2 separate regions of the Ovis aries genome follow, and region 1 is linked to region 2. A link is a contact called in public Hi-C data. All regions are on one chromosome and are shown on one strand. Each heading gives the region's core, a stretch centred on a gene start, on an enhancer-like site or on the middle of the called end of the contact. The rest is flanking DNA. Distances are from core to core; before and after follow the strand shown. Region 1 overlaps NCOA6 (nuclear receptor coactivator 6). Region 2 has its middle 29 kb from the start of AHCY.

Region 1 (4,915 bases), core at 1,492-3,991, 360 kb after region 2:
CATGAAGTCTCCACTGGCTTAGCTCTCTCTGTCACACTGGTAGGATCTTTAACCAGGTTGGGAAAGATGGTTAAAAAAATCAACACAATTTCTTACATGAGCATTGTCAAAATGAAAAAGAAATACTAAAAAATTTACACTTTGAACATGCCAAGGAAAAGATGGCAATCTGCTCCCTAAATGTGATCTGAGGCCACGTCACAGCAAGGTTTAGGGCTCACTTTTCTGTAATACAACGGACCCCAAACCTTTACATACTTTAACGTAGGTACCAAAGGAATACACTAAATTCTCTCATATTCAAACAAACTGATCAGAAATACTATAAAACAAAGACCTGGGTCCTGATATTAAGCATAGATAGGTGATTTTTTTTTTTTTTATCCATTGAGGGAATAGATGACAATTTTTTTTGTGGAAAAATTTCTCCCCTGTATTGTGCTGGTCTCTTTGGAAGAGATAAGAGATCAGCAACAATTTATAGGAGCATCAAAGTGAAGTTATATTAAATTTATCATTACACCTTCCTCTCAAAAGGGTTTGCTGAAATTCTGACAGCTATGGTACCAAAAACTGTGCTCTAATGGAATCTTACTAAAGTAATACTTTCTTTTATAGGAAGGTTTAATTTCAGAAAACAAATCTGTAATAAGAATCTCAGAACCCATTCACTGTTTATAACATAGGCCTGGATGTGGCCAGATCACCTAGGTGAGCACATCATTTGCTCTATGAAAGCATCAAGACCTAAGCTCACTTGAATTAGTCCATTTATTTAAGGGCCAAATTTTCAATGTCCTGAAAAACGCTTTGTAGACAAATATGCATTTGTCCTTTCTTTAGCAGTGACAAGTCCCCATTTGCATGCTTCCATTGTAATTATATCAGTAATCACATTTGCAGGAGGGACTACCCAGCCCCCACTGATCCAAGGCTAGATGCCCAGAACAGTGAAGTTTGGAGCCAAAACATTCTTGCATTTTCTCAAAACTTCTTAGGATTCAAATATTACAGCCTGCATGTCAGTAAAAGTAATTACAAGAGAGTGAAAAGACTGATGAGCGATTTAATTTTACCAGAAATCATGGGAACATGCCTTTGCTATGTTGCACTAAAGATGCAAGGGTTTTTTTTTCTGGATAGGCAATGGGTGTCTTTTGGTGGGGGGGTATGTTTATCAGGTGACAGTATTACACTCTCTATACCTTACTGAAAAGCTCCAAGCACATTCATGTGCACTAGATCAATGATTAATAAGAATAAATAATAAACATGGAGATGGATAAGTTTTACTGTAATCGTTTTACCTCTCACACATTAAGCTCCATTGCTTTTTCTTCATACAAGAGGCACCTTACAAAATAAATAAATAAATCTCCTTTAGGTATAACTGGTGGAATTCCCTCTCTAAGGAGCAGGCATTGGCATTATAAAACTGTAAAAGTCAATGATTTCTGAACTTACTCCCCTTTAATACTTTAAGCAAATTTAACAAATACCATGCTAATAATATTTTTGCTAACTAGGATTACCAAAATTGAAAACCACAAGGGCCATTTCCCCAACAAAACCCTACACTTATCTTTTCATTTTTGCTCTATTGCATAACCTTATTTTCAACAGCGGAACAGCTTAAGTTGTTAATAAAACCATGATTCTTCCAGACGCCTTAATTTACTAGTACAAGATCAGGCAAAAATATTTGAAAAACAAAATGAACATATATCTATATTGAATTTTACCTGCGTTTTTATCCAGAGGACTAGCTTAAACATAACCAGTAAGACGCTGCATAATGTATCAAGTTAACTAAGTCATATCAAGTGTCATCACTATATTCACAAAACCAAATAGTTACATCCTCGTTTCACTCCCTCCATTAACTCTAAAAATTGAAGTGCTACTAAGATCTAGCTCCAGTCAATTCACAACACAAACAGCTCCAGTGCTCCTCACCTCCTAGGCCTGGATGTAAGCTCTGTGGCCCCTGATTTGGTGGCTGCTGCTGTATCCCCATGAAGTTAGGTGGCACGTTTCCCTGTTGAACCATAGGATTCCGACCCGGAGAGCTGACGGGCTGCTGAAATCCCTGGGGAAGTGGGTTATTTTGAGGTGGCCTTGGTCCCATCTGCTGCTGAGTTTGGTTAACCGTTGGGGAGGAAGCAGGGGATCCCTGCTGGAAGGAGGAGGGTGAGGAGGCAGGAGACTTGTTGGTGAGGTGGGGCTGCTGCAGGGGGGTCGGGACCCTGGAGGGCCCTCCCTGCAAACTCTTCATCTGAGGAGCTGTGAACTGGCCTGGGTTGCTCATCTGAGGAAAGTTTGTATGGGCTTGTGAAGCTTGCTGGCTGCCAAAGGGATATGGAGGGGGAGGGTGGGAAGGTGTCTGTACCGTGGCTAAGGATGGTCTTGCCTGGAGTTGCTGTTGCATTGGGCCAGGCAAGGGAGCCTTCTTCCACCCTTGATTTGCAGTCATTGTGCCCAGAGAACTCTGGGCTGGAGGAGGCTGAAGGGCTCCGGAAGGCAGCTGGTTCCAGCCTGGAGGAACAGGCACCTGAGTTGGGGCAGTAAACTGGGGTCGAATGCCCTGTGGCTGTTGCTGCTGATGTTGCTGTGGGGGTCTTGCCTGCAGCTGTTGCTGCTGTTGCTGCTGCTGCTGTTGTTGCTGCTGCTGCTGTTGCAGCTGGGGAAAACTGGCTGGGTTTATTTGTCTGTTCACAGGGACGGGCTGCATTGGGTGGTGCGGGGGCGCTAAAGATCCTGAGGGATGACTTTGTTGTGGTATATGGAGCCCAGAGAGGAGTGGATCCACTGCATCTGTTTAAAGATAGTCAACAAAGCAATAATTAACTTACTGCAACCTAGATTCTAGAGCAATCCTAGAGTCTTGGCAATTCTGCAAAACAGAGAAAAATCTTCTGGTATCATTTAATGTTTGTGAGCATTTACTATAATGCAAAACAACTATCGAGATGAGAGAAAGACTGAATCTTGTCTATAAAGAGCGTATGATTCTAAAGTGGATATAAGAGCCAGGCAAACTATGCAGAGCAGTATTCTCCAAAGCATATTCTGAGGGACTATATTCATTAGTATTAGAAAACAAAACAAAAAATAAAGTCAATCAGGTTTGGGAGACACTGGACCTAACACAGCCTTAGACAGGTTTCTTCACTATAGGACTTCCAGTGCTTCCAACATGTTACTTTTGGAACTCTGGGAGGGAGGATCTAGTAGGACACATTAACCAAATTTACTTCACTACAGAATTCTCGGTTTGGAGGAGCAGAGAATACATTTTTAGGAATGTTGGGGTATAATTGATAAGAATAGTGAGAAACTCTGAGAAGAAATTTTGAAAAGGAAATAATGACTTCCAGCTTGAAGAAACTAAGGTAGATTTTATATAGAGAACAGCATTTCAGCTGAGCAGTTAGAAATCTGGCATCAGAGAGAGAGCTGAATTCTATGATGCTCTGTGCAGGGAGTGCAGCCTCTTCAATTCTCAAAGGTTGGAGGTCAATACCTGACTGAGAAGCAGGGCGAGGAGTCCTGGGCTGCAGTTCTGAATTGGGGCCTGGTGCCATCATGGAAGATGACACGTTTCCACCCTGGGGTATCATAACAGTGGCAGGGCTGGTCATCCTTATTAACCCTAGAGAAAAAAAAAAAATCTCTAGAATAGAGTACTGGAATTGACACAATGCTTGTTTTTAATGAAATATTTCAAAGATGTAAAAAGGTATAAAAAATTTTTATACCATCGTCTACCTTATTTAAATGTAAACCCTGCCCTACTCTGCCTGCTTCATATATATATGAAATATATATAAGAAGCCTCCTACTCCTTCCCAATCTCATTCCATTCCCTCCTTATCTTATATTGGGTTAACAGTTTCAAGTTTTTATCTTTTCTACATATATAAACTGTAATACATTTTTTGAATGCTTTTAATCTTTGTATAAGTGACACCATTCGATATGTATTGTTTAATTTCCCTTTTCACTTAATACTATTTTTTTGAGATTCACCCATCCTGACTATAATAGTGCCCCATTTTATGGAGTTAATACAGCCATTTGCCTGCTGATGAACACTAAGTTTTCATCCTTAGAATTTTGCAATGGCATATATTTGTCCTGTATTCCATAGACATGTAAGAGTCTCTTTAGATTACATACTTAAAATCAGTAGGTTTTAAAGTATGAGCATCTTCCATTTTACTAGATATTGGTAAACTGCACTCAAAAGTGGTTATACCTATTTATACTTTCACTAGCAATTTGAGAACTCCTCTTGATTCACATCTTGCTAACTTCTGATACTATTAGATTTTCTAGGATTTATTAATAGCATCTACCTTTATAAGTGAAAACAACTTATAATTATCCTCTGCTCTCGTCCTAATTTTAGCATCACATTGAAAACAATTTCGAAGTGAGCTGGAAAGCATCTTTTCTCTTTTTCTATGCTCTGAAAGAATAAGTGTATCTGTTCTTTGAATATTTAGTAACATTCACCTGTAAAATCATCTGAGCCTGTGGTTATACTAGTTGATCCACAGGGAGACAGATTATTTTGTTTCTTAAGTAGTTGTAGATTTTTCATTTGCTATGTCTTACTAAGTCAGTTTCAGTTAAATTATACTTTCAAGAAACCTGTTAATTTGCCAAAGCTTTCAAATTTGTTAGCATAAAGTTATTCATGGAATTTTTTTTCCCATTCTTTCTAAAAACTGAGATATAATTCACATGCCATAATAAAATACACCCTTTAAAGAGTACACTTTTTTTCATTCTTTACACTGCTCATGCCTCTCTCTCTTACTTGTCTTACTAGGATCAATAATTTCAGTTGTCTTTTCAGAGAAACATCTTCTGGTTTTGCTGCTCTGTTCCATTAGGTTTTTTAATTCAT
Region 2 (5,442 bases), core at 58-2,557:
GACAATTAGGTCCCCAGTTTGGAGGGTGGAGAGGGGCGGAAATGGAAGGAAGCCTGCCCATTGGCCAAAGGGTCCTCTAGCCTGCCTTGCTCAGACTCTGGACTAATTGGGAAGCTGTGAGATGGGGGCAGGGGGTTGGATTCTGAATGCTGAGGACCCCCACTGATGAGGATGAGATAGAATAAGACCTCACCACTGCTTGGCCCCTGTGGTGTTTCCCCTGCTCCCCAGCTCCTTCCATGCCCCCAACTCCAGGCCCTCTCAGGTTTGTAAATGTTCCTGGGGTCTGGATGTCACTGCTGGGCAGCAGAGTACAGAAATGGGGGGATTTCTTAGAGAGATTGAAACAGCCCCTCTGCCACCCTGCTCCTCAGTCCTTCTCATCCCAGACTGTTCTGGATGGTGAGGGAGCCAATGAGAGTCCCGGGAACCAGCTGTGCCCAGCCACCAACTCACTTCTCCCCTTGGAAGAGCCCTCCAGATTCAAAGAATACAAGAGAATGTTCCTCACTAGCAGAGTGCCCCGAGTCTCAATCTTCCCATCTATAAAATTGGGATGAGAAGAAGGTACGACTATACATAATGAACTTGAAATTGTCTGATTGTGTGTCTGATTGTCTCACCACCTGCAGAAGCGACACGAACATGTATGGCTTTGCCCACTGCTATATTCCCAAAGCCCCGCTCCAGGCCTGTCGCACAGAAGGCACCCAGTATTTGTGAAAAGAATTAATGCTCCCAGATGTCTGCCTAGGGGCCCACCTTGTGGTGTCTCTTCAGCCCATAGACCTGGCTGTCCTTGGGGTGGGGGACAGGAGCTCCCCGAATCCGGGTCTTTCATGTCCCTGATAGAGGGTGAAGCCTTCACCAAGGGGGCGGGGTGTCCTCTTGGGTCAATTCCCACTCCAGCCTGGCTTCTACAATGCTTTTATTCTAACATTCGTTGGGAGCATAGTCCGGGGATCCCAGGAATTCAACAGTTTGGGATGCTGCCACTCCTTTTTCTTTCTCAGACTGATCCTTTCCCTCGAGGAGAGATAGACATTGCCTAAGGCCTCCCATAAAGGAATACTGACTCCAACTGAATGCAGGATGCTTCTGAGAGCAGCCAGGCTCAGTCTGGTCTAAGGTCAGGGAGGAAGTCCTGAAGGGAGATCTGAGGCAGGCAGAGGGCGGCAAAGCGGGAGGAGGCGGCCCCCAGCCTGCTGTCCTCCCCTGTGCTCATTTGGCTGGGAGTCTTGACAGCATCCCCACTCTGCGGTCCGCTTCTCTCCGGCCGGAGCCAACCTTTACCCCATAGTGCCAGGAGAGGGCACCCTGCTTCTAGCTTTGGCTTAGCCTGCCGCAGTCCTGTGATCTCACGTACACCTTCCAGTCACCCTGGGAGACAGGCAAAATGGACTTTATGCCCTTAGTTCCTCTCACAAAAGGAACTAAGACTCACAGTTTGATGGACATGGTTAGTGAGCAGCCTTTTGATTTGTTTTGAGTGCCTTCAACTAACCATGGAAGCATCTGCTCTGGATGTTGATAGTGACACCCTGCATAATGATATTAGTCAACATTTCCTATGCTCCACCCTATACATAGGTGCTGCAGTGATACCCATTTTTTTAACTGAGGCTTATGGTGGTTGATCTCCCCAGAGTTAGGAAGACCAATGATGTCTGATCAAGAACCTCTGCTGATAAGCCGTGAGCTGCTCTGCTATCCCAGCGTGCTCACTCCTATACCCCACCACCCTTTGAGAGTGCTAGGACAAGAGAAGGAACAAGGGAAGACCCTGACCCCCTGGAAGTGCCATCTTAGTGAACACGTGTGTGTTTATGCATGAACACAGTACAAACCCTCACACACGTCCATTCTCACCTGAATTCCTTCCCCACTATCACGTACAAATACACATACGCACATTCACTCATACACATTCACACTCTCACATACTCACTCACATGTCCGGACACTTGCCTACACTCTGTTGGGTGTTAAACAAGGATGAGCCCTTGACCTGTGGGTTGAGGCAGTGATCTGTGAGCTGTTTATGAAGTTCCTCCCTTCCTCTTCCCTTGCATTCATTCCATAGTCTCAAGGGCAGGCTACTGGGAAACACAGATGACTCAGACCTGGCCTCTGCCTTCAAGGAACTTCCTTCCTGTTGGGCAGTAAGACTCACCAGCCACTTCCACACACATCATCCACGCCAAGGCAGGTCTGAGCAGAGCATCCAGAGTGGACTGAGAAGATAACTCATTAGCCTTGGGGCGGGGGGGATAGCAGATTACATCATGAACTGTTTCAAACCCTCATTGCAGATAACCTTGTTTGACCGCCTCAACAGCCCTATGAGATAAAAATCATTGTCAGCTGTATGGGGTTTTTTTGGCCATACCACACAGCTTGCGGCGATTCCAGTGCCCCAATCAGGGACTGAACCTACACCCTCAGCATTGAAAAGGCGAAGTCCTAACCACTGTACAGGAAGAACTTCCAGTGTCCCCTTAGGGACTGCACAGTTTTGCTTTGGGCCCACAGCTTTGTAAAATGTGTTGTGTGTGTGTGTTTAGTTGCTAAGCCATGTCCAGCTCTTTTGCAACCCCATGCACTGTGGCCAGCTATGCTCCTTTGTCCATGAAATTTCCTAGGCAAGAAATACTGGAGTGGGTTGCCATTTCCTACTCCAGGGGATCTTTCCAATCCAGGGGTCAAATCTGCTTGGGAGGCGGATTCTTTACCACTGAGCCACAAGGGAAGTCCAAAATGTATTATATGTACTTCCCAATTTCCCACAAACAATGGAAAGCTCAGGAGGCTGTAAACTCCTCCAAGGCAGCCACCCAATATTGGGCATCTGTGCATCCCAGAGTCCAGCTCCAGATCTGGCCTAGGGCAGCTACCTGGTTAAAGTTTGTGGACTGGAATGGATGATACAAAAATGTGATCAGAGATTAGAATGTGGTAGTCTTCAGGATGTTTGCCTCCTAAACTGTTGTTTTCTAATGTTTTGAATTAGTTACTTACTGACTTTTTTTTTTTTTTTTCAATTGAGGGAATTCACATGGCATCCCTGGTGGCTCAGACAATAAAGAATCTACCTGTAATTCGGAAGAGATGGGTTCGATCCCTGGGTCGGGAAGATCCCCTGGAGAAGGGAAAGGCTACCCACTCCAGTATTCTTGCTGGAGAATTCCATAGACAGAGGAGCCTGGCAGACTACAGTCCATGGGGTTGCAAAGAGCTGGACGCAACTGAGCGACTAACACACCTGTCAGTCTATGTTTCTACCTTCTCTTTTAAAAATGATCAGATCTGGGACTTCCCTAGTTATCCAATGGCTAAGACTCTGAGCTCCCAAAGCAGGCAGCCTGGGTTTGAACCCTGGGCAGGGAACTAGATCTTACACGGTGAAGTGAAGAGATTGAGTGCCACAACTGAGGATTCTTTGTGCTGTACCCAGCACAGGTAAATAGATATTTTTAAAATAAGTAAATATATAAAAATTATCAGATCTGGCAACTGAGACTACGTCATTATACATTAGCAGTTCTAGAGGAGCTATATGTTTGTTGTTCTCTTTAGATGGCGTATAAGCCCTCCAGGCCAATATATATATCTCCACCCCTGGCCCACTTCAATTGTCCTGCCAGTCTGATCTCTGACTTGAAGTTTTCTCAATGGTCCAGGATCATCCTAATGAACATGGGACGTCATTCTTATCTGCAGAGCATCCACTGAGTGGTTTGTCCCTATGCCAGGTGTCCCCACATTACACAACTTGCTGAATTCATGTATTAGTTACAGTTTACCTATCTTCTGGCTGCCAACCTGGATCCTAAAAATTCAAGCATTAATAATAATCCCTTAAACTCAAGCTTCTGGGATGGGTCCTCACAATCTCCCTGTCAGGTCAGTAGAGCTGAGATCCTACACATATTACAGAAGAGGAAACTCAAGGGATTGCACTTGCCTAAACCATCACAGAGACTGCAGTGGATGAGAGCAAGCCTGGAACTGAAGGGCTCACATCCAGATAAAGAGACTGATGAGCCAGTGGTCTTGTGATGTGAGGATCAGATGATGAGGGCTGTACTCTGATATCCTTGATCTTGGGGGTGGAAGACGAGCATCCGGAAGGAGGACAAAGAGCTTAGCATCTCATCCATGGTGGTCTGAGGCTAATTGTGGGTAATTTTCTGCCCTGGCATCTAGCTGTCTATTGCTGTGTAACAAACCAACCATGTTCAGTGGCATAAAATAACAACAATCATTTTTCACATTATTTTTTAGATTAGGGATTTGATTTGGCTCAGCTAGGTAGTTCATTTTCTCTCTCTTTTTTTCGGTGGGGGAAGTAGAAATATATATATATGTATATATTATTGGAGGATAATTGCTTTACTGGGCAGTTCTTTTTCAGGGTCTCTTCTGTGGTTGCAAGAGACCATGGTTTGGTTGGTGTCACTTGAAGTCCTCTTCATTCTCATGATTGCCAGTTGATGCAGACTGTCAATTGGGATCTGGGTGGGCTGCCAGCAGGAAACTCGCATATCGTCTCTACATGTGGCTTGGGTTTCCTAATAGTCCGGGAGCTGGGTTGCAAGATTGAGCATGCCAAGAGAGAGTCAGGCAAAAGTTGTATCACTTTAAAAAAAAAAAAAACAACTTCTTATTTTTATTGCACTTTTTTAATTTTTAGTTTTAATTTTTAAAATTAATTTTATTGGACTATAGTTGATTTACAATATTGTGTAAGTTTTAGATGTACAGCAATGTGAATCTATTACACGTAAACATATATCCACTCTCTTAGGATCTTTTTCCATATCGGTCATTACAGAGTATTGAGTAGAGTTCCCTGTGCTGAACAACAGGTCCTTATTAGTTATTAATTTTATATATATTAGTGTGTATATGTCATCCCAACCTCCAAACTTCTCTCTCACCCCTTGAAGCTGTTCTTTTCTTCCTTTTTCCTTTTGGCTTTGCTGGGTCTTCGTTGTGGCAGCAGTCTTCTCTGGTTGCAGCACATGGGCTCTCTAGCTGTGGTGCATGATCTTAGCTGTCCCATGGCACGTGGGATCTTCATTTCCATACCAGGGATCGAACCCAAATCCCCTGCATTGAGAACTGGATGCTTAACCACTGGACCAGTGAAGGACTCCCAAAACACCATTCTTAAAAAAAAATTTTTATCCAGCTTTACTGAGATATAGTTGACATATAACATTGTCTAAGTTTAGGGTGTAAAATGTGATGATTTGATACAGGACATCTTGGGGAATGATTACCACAATAAGGTTTGTTAATACATCATTCACCTCACATAATTAGTGATCGTTTGGGAGGTTGTGGTGATGGTGGTGGTGGGAACATTTAAGATCTATTCTGTTAGCAACTTTCAAGTATATAAGACTAGATCCCCAGAACTTATTTTCATCTTATAAC

The links. A called contact is a pair of places that touch in the nucleus more often than the background predicts.
Region 1: a Hi-C map of hypothalamus shows a contact between it and region 2, with 2.9 times the contacts expected there. The contact joins two enhancer-like sites. A contact is called at or near these places in 9 of 16 Hi-C or Micro-C datasets (blood, hypothalamus, liver and 4 more).

The regions. Positions count from the first base shown.
Region 1 is chr13:64,081,655-64,086,569 of ARS-UI_Ramb_v3.0, forward strand. NCOA6 (nuclear receptor coactivator 6) reads right to left here. Exons shown (of 14, transcript XM_060397729.1): 6 at 3,524-3,652; 7 at 1,957-2,814. Among named protein-coding and RNA genes, the nearest start is that of TP53INP2, 44 kb to the left of the region's middle. Within about 2 kb of position 2,742, at least 4 of the 54 cell types and tissues checked have an H3K27ac peak or open chromatin away from gene starts, as enhancers often do. A contact at or near this core is called in hypothalamus, where this site is marked.
Region 2 is chr13:63,725,339-63,730,780 of ARS-UI_Ramb_v3.0, forward strand. No RefSeq gene overlaps it. Among named protein-coding and RNA genes, the nearest start is that of AHCY, 29 kb to the left of the region's middle. Within about 2 kb of position 1,308, at least 25 of the 54 cell types and tissues checked have an H3K27ac peak or open chromatin away from gene starts, as enhancers often do. A contact at or near this core is called in hypothalamus, where this site is marked.